5 separate regions of the Mus musculus genome follow, and regions 2, 3, 4 and 5 are each linked to region 1. A link is a contact called in public HiCAR-type, HiChIP or PLAC-seq and promoter capture Hi-C data. All regions are on one chromosome and are shown on one strand. The core of a region is the stretch at or near the end of the contact, and the rest is flanking DNA. Distances in the headings are between cores, read along the strand shown. Region 1 holds the start of Adam9 (a disintegrin and metallopeptidase domain 9 (meltrin gamma)). Region 2 holds the start of Slc25a15 (solute carrier family 25 (mitochondrial carrier ornithine transporter), member 15). Region 3 holds the start of Slc20a2 (solute carrier family 20, member 2). Region 4 holds the start of Ikbkb (inhibitor of kappaB kinase beta). Region 5 holds the start of Rab11fip1 (RAB11 family interacting protein 1 (class I)).

Region 1 (2,531 bases), core at 9-2,508:
GCCTGTACAAAGAACAAAATCCTCACCTTGAGACAACCATAACCAAGCTCCTGGGAGGCAGTTGCATTTCCAACGTGATCCACTGGGGCATCACAGTCTACGAACTCGTCGGGTCTGCAAATCAGTAAGATTTTTCATCAGTGCCTTTTGCCGATTGCTTCTGTGTCCGCACGCAATGCTATTTTCGTTCCTCTTTTAATATCTGTTCCTCCTTCTGTACTGGGAACTGGATACGCTAGAGGTGCTATCTACCTTTGAGCTACATTTCCAGCCCTTGAATTTTCTTTCTTTCTTTTTTTTTTAAATTTGAGACAAGTTACCCAGGCTGGCTGGTTGGCCTTGAACTCATCCTGTAACCAAGGCAGCAGAAAGGGTGCAGGAAGTGGAAGGGTTCTGTAGCCTACATTACTCCTTCCCAGTATCTACCACTAACACACAGTTTAATTGCTTTCTGTGGCAGGGCAATTGAGAGGCACCAGTCCCGGAATCACCTCCCCGAGGTGGAAGCAGCCTTCCGCTCCCACAACCAACAGCTATCCCTGGCCCGATCCCCCTCTAGGTCCGCCCGCCACGTCCCGGCAGCTTACAGGTAAGAGCAAAGGATGACTGGCGAGTTGGGGTCGCTGTATTCCCAGCTTGAGGCCGCGGGACCCTCGAGGTGAGCGGCGCCCGAGGGTGTGAGATCCAGTTCGGCCGTAGCATTAAACGAGTGGCTCCGAGAAACACAGTGCAGCAGCAGCAGGTTCCCCAATAGCAGGGCCGCCTGGCCGCACAGCAATAGGTAACTCACAGGGCAGCCGCCCAGCACCATCTTCCCGGGGGCCGGTCCTAGAGACCTGGCCTAAAAACAAAGCCAGGCCGCCACGGCCCACCGGAGCCCGGCGCTGTCAGGCCTCTCTCTACGTCGGGTACGCAACCCTCCGTTCCACAGCCAACCCGTGCGCAGCTCGACGCTCCGCCTGCCACTACGGCCAATCAGAAACGGCCAGGGGAAAGGTGTGGCCTGGCTTCGCTCCGCCCTCCAGTAGACCCTTCACTGCTGCACGGAGCGGAGGGAGGGTGGAGCTTCCCTTAGCCCCGCCCTCCAGCCCCTCCTACCTTCTCTAGTCTCCGCTGAGCGGGCGGAGGGGCGGAACAGCCGGGCGCGAACTGGAGCGGCGGCGGCGGCGGCCGCCGGTGGGTTGGCCAGACTGTATTTTCCCTACGTCAGCCTCTGGCCGCGGGATCGGGAAAGGGGCGGGGTTTTTGGGGGGGGGGGGGTTGCTGCGTCAGTGCCGCGCGCGTGCTCGCCGAGGGCGAGCGCCCCGCCAGCCCGGGGGCCCCCGCGGGGTTGCAAGGATGACCGAAGGGGCGGAGGCGGCGGCCGCGCGTTGAGCGGAACCTGCCGAAGCCCTCGCTATGGGGCCGCGCGCGCTCTCGCCCCTTGCCTCTCTGCGACTAAGGTGGCTGCTGGCGTGTGGCTTGCTGGGCCCAGTCCTCGAGGCCGGGCGACCAGGTGGGTGCCGGACGGGAACCGTGCTGTGGGGAGTGAGTGCTGGGTGGTGAGGGCTGCGAGGCGGACCCTGGGCTCCGGCTCCCCTGTCAGCGCTGACCCGGAGCCCGGTGGCCGGCGGCCGGCTGCACTGTGGCGGTGCGCTCGCTACTCCCGGGCTGCAGCGAGTGCTTTGCGGGTGGAGTGGCTGTCACCAGCTCTGGGCTGGGAGATGGAACTTTTGCTTCAGTCTATCAGGATTTGGGGTTTGACGTTCGCCGTCTTGGACGACTCAGCAGTAGGTCCACAGGGATCCCGATGGAGAAGAGGGCGGGTTTTCCTTGGGCCGTTTTTTTTTTTTTTTTTTTTTTTTTTTTTGTTAGTAAGGATACTTAAAATAATAAAATCAACGAAACGCTACGTTTCTAGAGCCTGTAGTTCAATCTATCTAAATCTGGACAAAGAATCTCTGCTCTGTTTAACCCAGGGGATTATCGGAAAGAATTAAATTACTGTTCGCCAGCACATCTGAATTGTGAAACTTCCCGTAAATATGTAAGATATTTATATTGTGGATGATGAAACTGAATGGGAACACACTAGGTTCTTTTTTTCCTGGAAATAAGTTATTTATTTCATCCTTTGTATTAAATTAGTGTTTGCATGGCTTAGTTATCTCTTTGAGCTCCGGGAACACTATGGACAATAGAAGGCTTTACAAAATTGTTGCCTTCAAAGGTGATGAGTGTAGATTTGAGTTCAGGACCGCTGACCTTCACGAAACTAATTACAGCTTCTTGTCTTTGGCTTTCTCCTTTTTAATTAAGTTAGCGTCCTCCTGGAGTTTATAAATACTGACAAATTTTCAATGGGATGCTTCCAGGACGTGTCTGATGAAACGTGCTGTTCTAGTTAACAATATCGCTATGAAAGGAACTGAAATTTTAATAATCTCTAACTTCTTGTGTTTGCCAGCAAAAACCAGATTATATTTTTAGTACATGTATATGTTTGTTGTTACACATGGGCATAAAAATGAATGGAATATCCTTGTGTTCTT
Region 2 (2,531 bases), core at 17-2,516, 2.6 Mb after region 1:
TAGAGTTAAAGATAGTTTTATCACTCCTGTGAACCACAGTTTTCTTAAGTATTCCCTGCTCCTTTTGATTTTATGATTCTTTTTTAAAGATTTATTTTATTTATGTGTAGTGTGTGTGTGTGTGTGTGTGTGTGTGTGTGTGTACCCCTGAAGGAACCTGCAGATGCTTACAGAAGCCAGACGGGGGAGCTGGATACACACCAGCGCTGGACTTGGGCGCTACCAGATGTGGGCTAAGAACTGAATTTTAGTTTCGTTCTGTTGCAGCAATGAAACACTGTTGCCTAAACTGCAGCTTGGAAAAGGTTTATTTGGCATTCTCTTCCAGATTGACGGAAGGCAGGAAGTCAAGGCAGAAGCCATGTAGGAATACAGATTACCGACTCACTTTCTTGGTTGATCTCTGGACGATGCTTTTTTCCCCCCTCCAATCCAGGACTTCCTGCCAGAGGAATGACACCACCCATAGTGGGCTGGGCTCTCCAGCATCAATTACTGATCAAGACATTGCTGCTACGGACCTTTCCATCCTCAGACTGACTGGATTTAGGCAATCCCTCTACTGATTCTAGGCTGAGTCAAGTTGATAAGTATCAAAGGTTCTTTACCTCTGCGCCCTCACTCCAGCGTCACTTTGAGCTTCTAATTAAAGCCTCAGGAATATATCGCTGGGAACTATAAAACCTGCAGCGGCAGCTTATATTGTTGTCTTTTCCATAATGTTCCTGGGAATGGATTTCCTTAGGGGAGAAAGAATGAAACCTAAAGCGACACAAAATAGACAATCAGACAAGCAACTAAAACCTAGGGATGTAGCTCTGTTGGCAGAGCGCTTGCCTAGCATGCAGGAAGCCCCACGTTTCATCCCAGCCACCTCACAAATCCAAGCCTGGTGGAACAAACCTGAAATTCCTTCTCTTGGAAGGGGGAGGTAGGAAGATCAGGAAGTTCCTGACCACCCTCAGCCATATAGCAAGTTAAGCCTGGGCTATGCGAGACCCTGTCTGTAGACAAATAAACAGATGATTTAAAAAGCTGCCCATAAGGGAACTTATAGTTCACCACTACCATTCTAGTACTTTCCATTTACTGTTAAAGCCACAGCCTCCTGGGGCTGGATAACGCTGGGAGACCTCAAGGTGAGTCCTCCCGGAGGCTGCCAGCTCGGCAGTCAGCGAGGAGAGCAGATTTCCGTTTCCTTGGCCAGCCTTCGGGAGGGAGGGGCGGAGGGGGCCTCGCGTGGGGGAGGGCCGGTAGGGCGGGACTTCGAGAGGGCGGGCCCTCAGGAGGGCGTGGCCTCCGGAGGGAGGGCTGGTGGAGGGGGTCTCAGGAGGGAGGGCCCGAGGGCCGGACCCACAGGGCGACCTTAAAAATTGCCCGGGGGCCCGCGGCCGCCAGCGGAGCGCGCGGGCGGCAGAGGGCGAGCCGGACACAGCCAGGCGCGGCGGTGAGGCTGCGGGAGCGGGCGGGAGCGAGCGAGTGGGCGACCGGCCCGGCTGGGGAACGCGGCTGACAGTCCCCGCCCTGCCGCACACGTGCCGCGGCTCCGGGCGCGCGCACCGGGCTCGCTGCGGGGTCCCGGGAGACGCGGAGGTTCGGGCGGGCGGGCGCGGTGGCCAGTGTGCGCGCGCTGCGCGGAGCAGAGCAGAATCCGGGTCAGGCCGGGTGAAGCGCTCCGCAGCTGCGGCAGTAGTTGGCACCCCGGTTGTCCCGGGCTGGGCCCGAGGGGTTCGATTGATGGTGGTGGCAGGCAGGCGGCCTTCTGCAGCCCAGCTGCAGCTCCAGCTGCAGCTCCAGACGGGTCCCTCCTTAGCGAAAGGCAGCCTCACCTGCGCTGAGCACCCGGGAAGTTCTTTCTGGCACCCTAGGAACCAGTGGTTGTGTCGGCGGCGTTGTTTCTGGGACTGCTGGGTAGTTTGAAGGAAGAGGGTGAGACGCTCAAAGGATTCGGGGTTTCTACTCCAAATGGTACAGCAGGCTCCTAAATTAGTTTAAATCCGCGCAGACCGGTCTGGTTTTTGCAGGTCCTGCATATCCCCCAAGCCACAGGTGATACTCAGGTCCTTGTGCATTCTTTCTGGGTTCATCTGTTAGTAGCGTTTCTGTCTTCTATAATTTGACAGATACCCCTGAGAAGGGGGCTAAGTGTTAAGAGTACTTTCCTGGTATGCAGGAAGTTAGGTTTAATTCCCAGCACGGGAAAGCACTTAAAAAAATATATCTTTTTAAAATTGTAATTAACATCATTTCCTCCCTTCCCTTTTCTACGCCTAACCCCTTCGGTGTAACCATATCCCCTACCCCCTTTCAAATTCATGGCCTCTTTTTCTCAGGACATATAATGCTACTTGTCTCTATATGGTGGATAACCAACTGGGGACTGTACTCTGGGGAAGACTATGCCCCCATTCCCAGCTTTCCTTACTCGTTTGTAGTTCTTTGTCAAGGGTTGAGACCCCCTCCCCCGAGATTTCCTTATCCATGTTAGTGTGTCTATTGCTTTCATCCTCATGTAGGTCTTGTCCCCAAGT
Region 3 (2,531 bases), core at 24-2,523, 2.5 Mb after region 1:
AAGCCACACTAATTTGCTAAGTTATTCTGTGATCAGCACCCTTATTTTCAGAAGAGAAACAACTATTTAAAGCCAACGTTCTACATAGTGGTGCGAGCTAATCAAACTTAAGTATTGAGAAACTGAACAATCTACGCCTATGTAAGAAGTTCCCCTTGAGAATGAACTGATATAAAACATCTATGAACATCTGGCACTGTCCCGGCAAACAGGCAGCAAACACCACGTGTACTACTCTTTCTAATTCTCTAACTTTAAACTCAAACTAAATGGTTTAAAAATTATATAAATGATTGTGTGTATAATATACGTAAACGCACATACACTGATACTACAAAAACATGTTACTGATCCTAAGGGAAGGTGAGTTTGTAATAGGCAAGACAACTTGTGAAAAGTTACAGTCTAATTATTTGCTCTTATCTCTGCACGCCAACTCAAGAGAACCGCTACACTGCGAGCAAGAATGGTAACAAGAAGTCAGATGATCCCGGAGAACTTGCCCTGCTGGAATTGCTAAGCCCTTAAGCACGTGGACAATGGGCCGCTTTATTTGCATGGCCGCACTAACCTGGGGGGACCGACTGATCGGTTTAATGGCGAAACTGCACTCACTCATTAACGATCACCACCTGCCTCACCCTGGAAAACGTAACCTTATTCAAGTCCCCCCACGCAAATGGTGTTTTTCTTTTTTGTTCTTTTTCTTTTAAAAACACCCTAGCCATTCAAGCAAAGATGCGAGAGAGCAGTCGCCTCGGCCTCACAGCCGGGAAGATGAGGAGACCGAGAACCCAGCCAGCCAGCTTCGTCCCGGGAGCACGCGCAGACACCCCGAGACCGCCCCACCGCGGAGGAGCCTCGGCGCCCTCCGGCCTGAGCCCGCCGCTTCCCGCCCGCGCCGACCCGGGCCGCGGCGCGCGGAGAGACGCACCGCCGCGCTGCACCGCGCTGCGCTCGGCTCCCGCCACACGCGGCACGCGGTGCCGCCGCGGCGTCGGGCTCCGATCCCGCACAGAGGGAAGGAAGAAAAACCAATAACAAAACCTGGCTTCTCGTTCCCTCCGGAAACCGCGGGCCGGCAGGAAGTGACGAAGGCGAGGTCGTCCGGTCCGCTGGGTCTCGGCCCGCGCTCCCCGCCCGACTCCCGGAACAGCCCGAGCGGAGCGGAGCGGCTCGGCGCGGCGGCCTCCGCACCTCAGCAGCCGCCGAGCGCCCGCCCGCCCGCTCTCCCGCTCGCTCGCCCGCCCGCGCGCGGCTGCGTCACCGCCCCGCCCCCGTCCCGGCCCCGCCCCGTCCCGTCCAGTCCGGGCCCAGCCGCGGGCTGCGAGCTGCTGCGGGTCAGATCCCGACCTGGGTGTCTCTGCGGGCGGAGTGAGCGGGGCGGCTGCAGCGTGCCTAGGGTCCCCGGAGCCCGCAGAGACGCCGGCGGGAGCGTGCGGCGTCCCGTCGCGGGAGGACTGTCCTGTATGTCACCTGGAACAGATTGCACAGGCTCGGGGGAGGGGGGCGGCGGCTGGAGGAGGCCAGGTTTGGGCGTCAGATCTGTGTGCCACCTCTGCGCCTCCCGTTCCCCGGGTCCCTGTGGCCTTGGGATCTCAGAGCCACCACTGTCACCTGTTATTGAGTTGCAGTGCGTCAAAGCAGGATGGGTGCAAAAAGAAAAAAAAAATTACTCGAACGTGTACTGCGCAGTCCACAGGCCTCAGCTATGCTCCGTCCTCTAGGATGGGGTGAAAGCCTGTGACCTTGTTCCCGTCTGTTTTAGGACCTCAAACGTCGCAGTGCTTCAGAGAGTCAGGAGAATGAATCTTCCCCTCATGGTGTTTGGGTTCCGTTGTTAGAAATTATGTGTAGTCTGAATTTCCGTGAGAGAGTAACAAAAGTCCCACGTGAGAGGCAGAAAATAGCATTCCAAGCGAGGTGGCAGGTTCTAGAACGGAGTGGACAAACTTTAAAACTTAGGATAATGTCTCATGATTACCTGAAAAGGATTTTGTCACCCAAAAGGAGGTCAGCCTTAAACTAAATCCCGATGGATGCGTTTTTTGATGTCATGATCTCTTAATATGCGTGTTTAACCTGCAGCTTAAATCAGCTCCATCTAGCTAGCATCTTTCTAATGCAATAATAGTTTAAACATTACATCACCGGACAGCTGAGGGAAGATGTCAGTTTTCCCATAAGAGCCCAGAATGTCACTCTCAGCATCAATCTACTAGAGCATTAACTTGCCTGAAATGAACCAACCCCTGGACATTTTACTTTAGACTGAAGGGGAAAGGCGCATATCCTCACACTTGGTTAGGTTACACAAAGTGCGTGGGAGGCGTGGTTAAAGTACCTCCATGTCTGCACTGTGGACTCTGAACTCTCCATTCCTGACTCTTCCAAAGCGTGGCCTTGATGGTGTCAGGACTAGCAGGAGAGGCCTAGCTTCAGTGCAGACCCTTTAAACTGTGGGTCTAAGGAAACTCATCCACCCAGGACCTGTGGAGCAGCGGTGTTATTGCATACTATGGATGGTTTTA
Region 4 (2,531 bases), core at 16-2,515, 2.3 Mb after region 1:
CTTCCACAAGTGGCCTTCTAGAAATAATTGCAAACCCCATAAAAAGTGGATGCTCTCAAAAGGGGCGACATGAAGGGTATGGCTTGGGATGTCCACGTTCTCTCTGTGGGAAGGGTGGGGTCCTGGGAGGAATATTCTTGGCTTTTTCCCACAGGTGCAAGGATGATAAGACATAATACCAAGTGTTTTTTCACTTGCTGTTCTTGTATTTGCTTAAGCTCTCTGTAAACATCATCTCATGTTTTGCTTGCTTTAATAATAAAAGAGTGAGAAGTTCTTTATTTGCTCTATTCTTGAGTTCAAACGCTTAGAGTCCCCAGGTTATCCCACAAAGATCTTTGGCTTTCAATCCAGGGAGACTTTGTTAGCCTTGCTGGTCGCTGTCCGCTGCTGGGTTCGGATCTAAAAAGCCAGTAAATGTCAGAAGCCTGGAGCCACTGTGCCACCTTCAGAGGAGCAGAGATTTCACACCGTCTGACAAACGCCACATCATAGGAGAAACTGGAGCCTAGACAACGATGGTGGACCAGAACATATATTGAGCATGACTACTTAGTTATGTATACCACTTGCCTTCCACTTAAACCCAAACCTCATGGCAGGACCCCAAAATTAGACTTGGATCGGCAGAGGTATGGGTGAGAGAGATTAGATCGCTGTCTTTCCCCAATGTAGTCACATTGAATAAACCTCTTTTTCTCCTTTCCATTGGTAATTGTATCGTGAATTAGGCTATGGGAGGTGAGCGGCTGAACCTGGCTTGTTAGAGGCAGGGGTGGATGCTGGTAGGCGTGTGGGGTGTCCTGGTGGAGAAGACAATACCCAGCCTCTTGACCTAATAACTAGTAATTTCTTTATGCTCCCAGTGCTCAAACTCCATTTTTGATAGACAGTGCTAGTTTTTTGTTTTGTCTCTGTACTCTTCCCTCTCCTCCCTTCCTCTTTGAGGGGGATGGTGGTGTGTTACTTTCTGAGGAGCATCAGGATGGTTGATTATTCTTAATACTGAACCAGGAGCGGTGGGAGGACAGGGAGGCAATTCTTAGGACAGCCTCTAAGTCAGCACTAGTCGGGGCTCGGCAGATTCTCCCCTTATTAACTGCCTAGCCAGTCGGATCAAGCTCAGCCTAAAAAGTGCCAGGGTGAAGAAGAGCTCTCCAAGCCGCCAGGTCCTGCGCCGCCAGGTCCAGCACCTTGGCTGGCTGTGGCTGCGTCTCCGAGAGCCAGTGGCTCGCGCGTCCCCTTTAAGAGCCGTCTAGTACCCGTGACGTCAGGGCAGGAAGTGTTTGAGGAAGTGGCGCTGGGCTGGCTGCGTGGGGACCCCGAGTTTTCATGTCCTCAGCGGGTGTCGCTGGCGGCCCCGCGGCCCCCGGGGCAGGTGAGTCCCACGCGAGGGCGGCTCGCGGCGCGTGGACCGGCTCACCCGGGTGTGCGCTCCGCCTCTCCCCGGGGTCCGTGGCTGCGCCGCGCCCGATGCTGAGCGGACCCACCGGTGGGCCCGGCCGCCGCAACTTTTATTTGTTAACTACACCGGTGTCCTAGCCTCCCCTTGCAGGGCAGCAGCCACTGCTGCTCCCAGTTGCTTCTTGAGCTCCAGTGTTCTTCTTACTCTCAACTTGTCCTCTCTCCCTGCTTGCTTCTAGAGTTAGCAGGGCATCGATATGAGCTGGTCACCGTCCCTCCCAACCCAGACATGTGGAGCCTGGGAAATGAAAGAACGCCTGGGGACCGGGGGATTTGGAAACGTCATCCGGTGGCACAATCAGGTAGGGCTCTGGCACCAGGAAGGTGGGTGAGCTTTCTTGGCGCCTCTTCTGACCTGGCCCGGTGTGAATGGGTGGATCCCTGCCTAACCTTGGCGTTGTCCAATGGGAGCGTAAGAAAAAGGACTGCAAAGGGGATCTGTGAGCTGCTAAACTGACTCTTTTTAAAAAACCTTAATAACCATGCCACTTAGAAGGACACATGAGGGAGTAAGCTGTCATTCCAAGTATTTTGAAATTATATTTCTACTAATATTTAGACTAGCACGTAATACATTACATTGTGATAAATGTTGTAGAATACAGGCAGTGTTAAAAAGATGAGAGCAATAAAAAACATTTTAAATAACTTTATTTAAAATATTTTAGGTAGTTGATAACCCCAAGGTTTTTCTCTTCTCTTTCTTTCTCTCTTTCTTTCTTTCTTTCTTTCTTTCTTTCTTTCTTTCTTTTCCATGTGCCGCCATATAATGCTGAGTGATGTGGACTGATTTCATTTTTGGATCTAATTTTTATTCCTATTATTTTAGTCCTTATGTGTCTGATGTGCGTTGCTCATGTTAAAAGTTTGTGTTCTTCCAAAAAAAATTTGGGGGAGGGGGCTGGCAGTAAGTACGCTGAGATTCTTGGCAGGACTCTCTCTAGCTCGGCTGTTTACTGTGGGAGACTTATTTTATCCGATTTGGGTAATGAGTTCATCACAGTGCCTCAGGAGCACACAGTACTTGTGATGTTTCCGCTAAAGAGTACTTACTAACCTCAGGATAC
Region 5 (2,531 bases), core at 14-2,513, 2.2 Mb before region 1:
CCCCCCCCCCCCCCCCCGCAAGACTGAGAAGCAGGGAGTTAAACAAGTCACCTGTCTTTCAGGCAGCTATGTCAAGTGGAAATCTGTGACAAGCAGTGAGGTAGATAAGGGACAGCTGGGGCCCCAGGGAGAGAAACTCTCTAGGCTGCAGGTTTGTTTACCCAGAAGTCAAGGAAAACAAAGGGGTGGGACCCAAAAAAGGAATGCCTTCAAGAGTCTAAGTGAGAAGTACCGCAGCTGGCGGTAATTCAACACTGCAGGGGTTCCAGAAGTCGGGAAAGCAGTAGGCTGGTCGACCAGAGGGAGCTCAGTGGAGAGGGAGGGGTGTGTGTGTGTGTCTGGAAACCTTTAAAGTGTTGTAGCGCGGGAGGTGTCCTCAGTTCTAGCATGGGAGCCAGGGCACCAGGGCTCTATCCCCAGCTTTAATGTAAGAACTCGGACGTGTCACATCTTTCCTGAACCTTAAGGCTTTCAAAGTTACATTTCCACTCTGAATAACTCACCATCGGAGATTTCAGCCTTTGAAGGATGACCCGAAACACTCAGGGAAGTCACCAATCTGCTAGACACTGACTGGGAACAAGAAAACCGAGTGGGAGGCCAGAGATGGAGCCCAGAGAGGACGCAAGAGGCTTACGTAGGAAGAAATGGGGAACCGAGGGGTTCGGTTTGGCAACCCCGTTTCCAGTTCCCCCTTCTTGCTCTTCCTAACCTAGCCTCACCCTATGTGGTAAGGGCAGAGTAGCACAGGCTAGTCCCTCACCTACCCTCCGCTTCCCCGACACAGTCTCTCACAACATCCCTGGCTCCCCGCCTTCCTCCAGAGCAGTACCCAGGGGACCAGAGCAGGAGAAGCATCCCTGGAGTGGTGTGGTATAACCCAAGCATAGCTACCACTTTCGGAGCCCTTCCCATAGGCATGCAACTATGCTATAAACTTAAATGTATTACTTTCTTTACAGCAATCCAAGGGGTGACTGTCGCCTCGTTTTACGCAAGAAGAAACTGAGGCAAAGTCTCACATCTGCTGCTAGGCGGATCAGGCTTGCTCCTGTTCCCTCATACGGACTCAGACAACTGGGGACCACTTAGTGCATCATTACTTCTCTGATCCAAAACTCTTCAGGCTGCGCCAGCCCACGTGACCTTTAGGTCCCCGCCTTCTCCGCGAGGCCCGCCCCCAGGGCAGGTGGCGCGCGGGCGCAGGGGGCGTGGTGGGGGCGTGGCCGGAAGCATTAAAGCGGCTCGGGAGCCCGGTGGGCGGTCCAGACCGAGGACAGCGGCTACCTTCTGGCTTCCTAGCCTGGTGCCGCGTCTGCCACCATGTCCCTGGCGGCCTCAGCGGGCCGGGGCCCGGGGACCATGTGGTCCCCTACCCACGTGCAGGTGACGGTGCTACAGGCGCGGGGCTTGCGGGCCAAGGGACCCGGGGGCACGAGCGACGCGTACGCGGTGATCCAGGTGGGCAAGGAGAAGTACGCCACGTCGGTGTCGGAGCGCAGCCTGGGCGCGCCCGTGTGGCGCGAGGAAGCCACCTTCGAGCTGCCTCCGCTGCTGTCCTCCGGGGCCGCGCCGGCCGCCGCCGCCACCCTGCAGCTCACCGTCCTGCACCGCGCGTTGCTCGGTCTCGATAAGTTCCTGGGCCGCGCCGAGGTGGACCTGCGGGAGCTGCACCGGGACCAGGGCCGCAGGAAGAAGCAGTGAGTGGCTGCAGGGCGCGGGGAGTCCAGGGGAGGAAGGACGCTCGGGCAGTGCACCTTGGGGGCGAGAGTGGCAGCTACCGCGCTATGGGAGGATGGCCCTTGGCTCCCCCTCGCCCGCAGGCTCACCTAACCCAGCTTCTCTTCGGGCTGTCAGTTTCCAGCTTTCCCAGTTATGGGGGCTTTTGGAAGATAGGAGAACCTTTGAATCCTCAGGGCGCCCTTAGACCGCACAGCACACTAAGCACTAGATGAAGTTTTGGTGAACTGAAATAATATGCAGGTAGGAGAATTCCTATTAGGTGGGGTATCCGCTTTATCTTGCATGGACGCTCCCCTGAGTATTTTGTTGAACTTGAGAGGCTTTGAGCTGAGAACCCTTGGGCCAGGGAGGGTAGCTATTTGGAGTGAAAGCCTAGGGCCCCCAGAGCTGGACGATCCTGGGAGGACAAGAGTGGGGGAAAAAAACCACCAGCCTGGTGATTGCTGATTCTCATGCCCATCTGATTCGACCCCTCGGAATGAACGCTAGAACAGTTTGTTGTTTGTCTGGGATCTGAATTAGTGGTCGATGATTGTTCCAAGATCTGTTACTGACTCAGTAGAAGTGAGTAGAATAGGTTGTTGCTCTTTGGAGTTTGGTAAATTCTGTCTGGTTCTAATTCCTGGTACCGTGGCTACTCACTAGCCTACCTGTGGCCCCTTAATTGAAGGTTCTGACAGGACATCCTAATTTTGCAGAAAAAGTTAGGCAAACTCCAGTTCACGTTAAAGTCTTTTGTTTGTTTGTTTGTTTGTTTGTTTGTTTGTTTCGAGACAGGGTTTCCCTGT

What was found. Promoter capture Hi-C pulls out the DNA fragments that hold promoters and counts their contacts. HiCAR-type assays count read pairs that join an accessible place to other places. HiChIP or PLAC-seq counts read pairs in DNA pulled down with a chosen protein or histone mark.
Region 2: a contact with region 1 is called in a HiCAR-type map of astrocytes, with 3 times the contacts expected there. The contact joins the promoter of Slc25a15 here to the promoter of Adam9 in region 1. A contact is called at or near these places in 2 of 39 promoter capture datasets (cranial neural crest and liver), 1 of 115 datasets of contacts at active chromatin or transcription factors (astrocytes) and 1 of 9 other capture datasets (liver).
Region 3: a contact with region 1 is called in an H3K27ac HiChIP or PLAC-seq map of thymic regulatory T cells, with 11 times the contacts expected there. The contact joins the promoter of Slc20a2 here to the promoter of Adam9 in region 1. A contact is called at or near these places in 3 of 39 promoter capture datasets (the 3T3-L1 cell line, liver and pre-B cells), 2 of 115 datasets of contacts at active chromatin or transcription factors (large pre-B cells and thymic regulatory T cells) and 1 of 9 other capture datasets (liver).
Region 4: a promoter capture Hi-C map of embryonic stem cells shows a contact between it and region 1, with 4 times the contacts expected there. The contact joins the promoter of Ikbkb here to the promoter of Adam9 in region 1. A contact is called at or near these places in 4 of 39 promoter capture datasets (cranial neural crest, embryonic stem cells, liver and 1 more), 1 of 115 datasets of contacts at active chromatin or transcription factors (large pre-B cells) and 1 of 9 other capture datasets (liver).
Region 5: an H3K27ac HiChIP or PLAC-seq map of bone marrow-derived dendritic cells shows a contact between it and region 1, with 8 times the contacts expected there. The contact joins the promoter of Rab11fip1 here to the promoter of Adam9 in region 1. A contact is called at or near these places in 1 of 39 promoter capture datasets (liver) and 1 of 115 datasets of contacts at active chromatin or transcription factors (bone marrow-derived dendritic cells).

What each region holds. Positions count from the first base shown.
Region 1 is chr8:25,015,649-25,018,179 of GRCm38.p6, reverse strand. Adam9 (a disintegrin and metallopeptidase domain 9 (meltrin gamma)) reads left to right here and starts at 1,258. Exons shown (of 22, transcript NM_001270996.1): 1 at 1,258-1,495. The coding sequence starts at 1,399. Tm2d2 (TM2 domain containing 2) reads right to left here and starts at 969. Exons shown (of 4, transcript NM_027194.3): 1 at 588-969; 2 at 27-114. The coding sequence starts at 811.
Region 2 is chr8:22,397,356-22,399,886 of GRCm38.p6, reverse strand. Slc25a15 (solute carrier family 25 (mitochondrial carrier ornithine transporter), member 15) reads left to right here and starts at 1,266. Exons shown (of 7, transcript NM_181325.4): 1 at 1,266-1,447. It overlaps 1810012K16Rik (RIKEN cDNA 1810012K16 gene), which reads right to left and starts at 1,166. Exons shown (of 3, transcript NR_045473.1): 1 at 904-1,166; 2 at 609-740; 3 at 296-442.
Region 3 is chr8:22,475,442-22,477,972 of GRCm38.p6, reverse strand. Slc20a2 (solute carrier family 20, member 2) reads right to left here and starts at 1,273. Exons shown (of 11, transcript NM_011394.3): 1 at 1,048-1,273. Smim19 (small integral membrane protein 19) reads left to right here and starts at 1,094. Exons shown (of 4, transcript NM_001146117.1): 1 at 1,094-1,467.
Region 4 is chr8:22,705,317-22,707,847 of GRCm38.p6, reverse strand. It overlaps Ikbkb (inhibitor of kappaB kinase beta), which reads left to right and starts at 1,265. Exons shown (of 22, transcript NM_001159774.1): 1 at 1,265-1,378; 2 at 1,644-1,766. The coding sequence starts at 1,662.
Region 5 is chr8:27,173,378-27,175,908 of GRCm38.p6, reverse strand. Rab11fip1 (RAB11 family interacting protein 1 (class I)) reads left to right here and starts at 1,263. Exons shown (of 6, transcript NM_001080813.2): 1 at 1,263-1,700. The coding sequence starts at 1,324.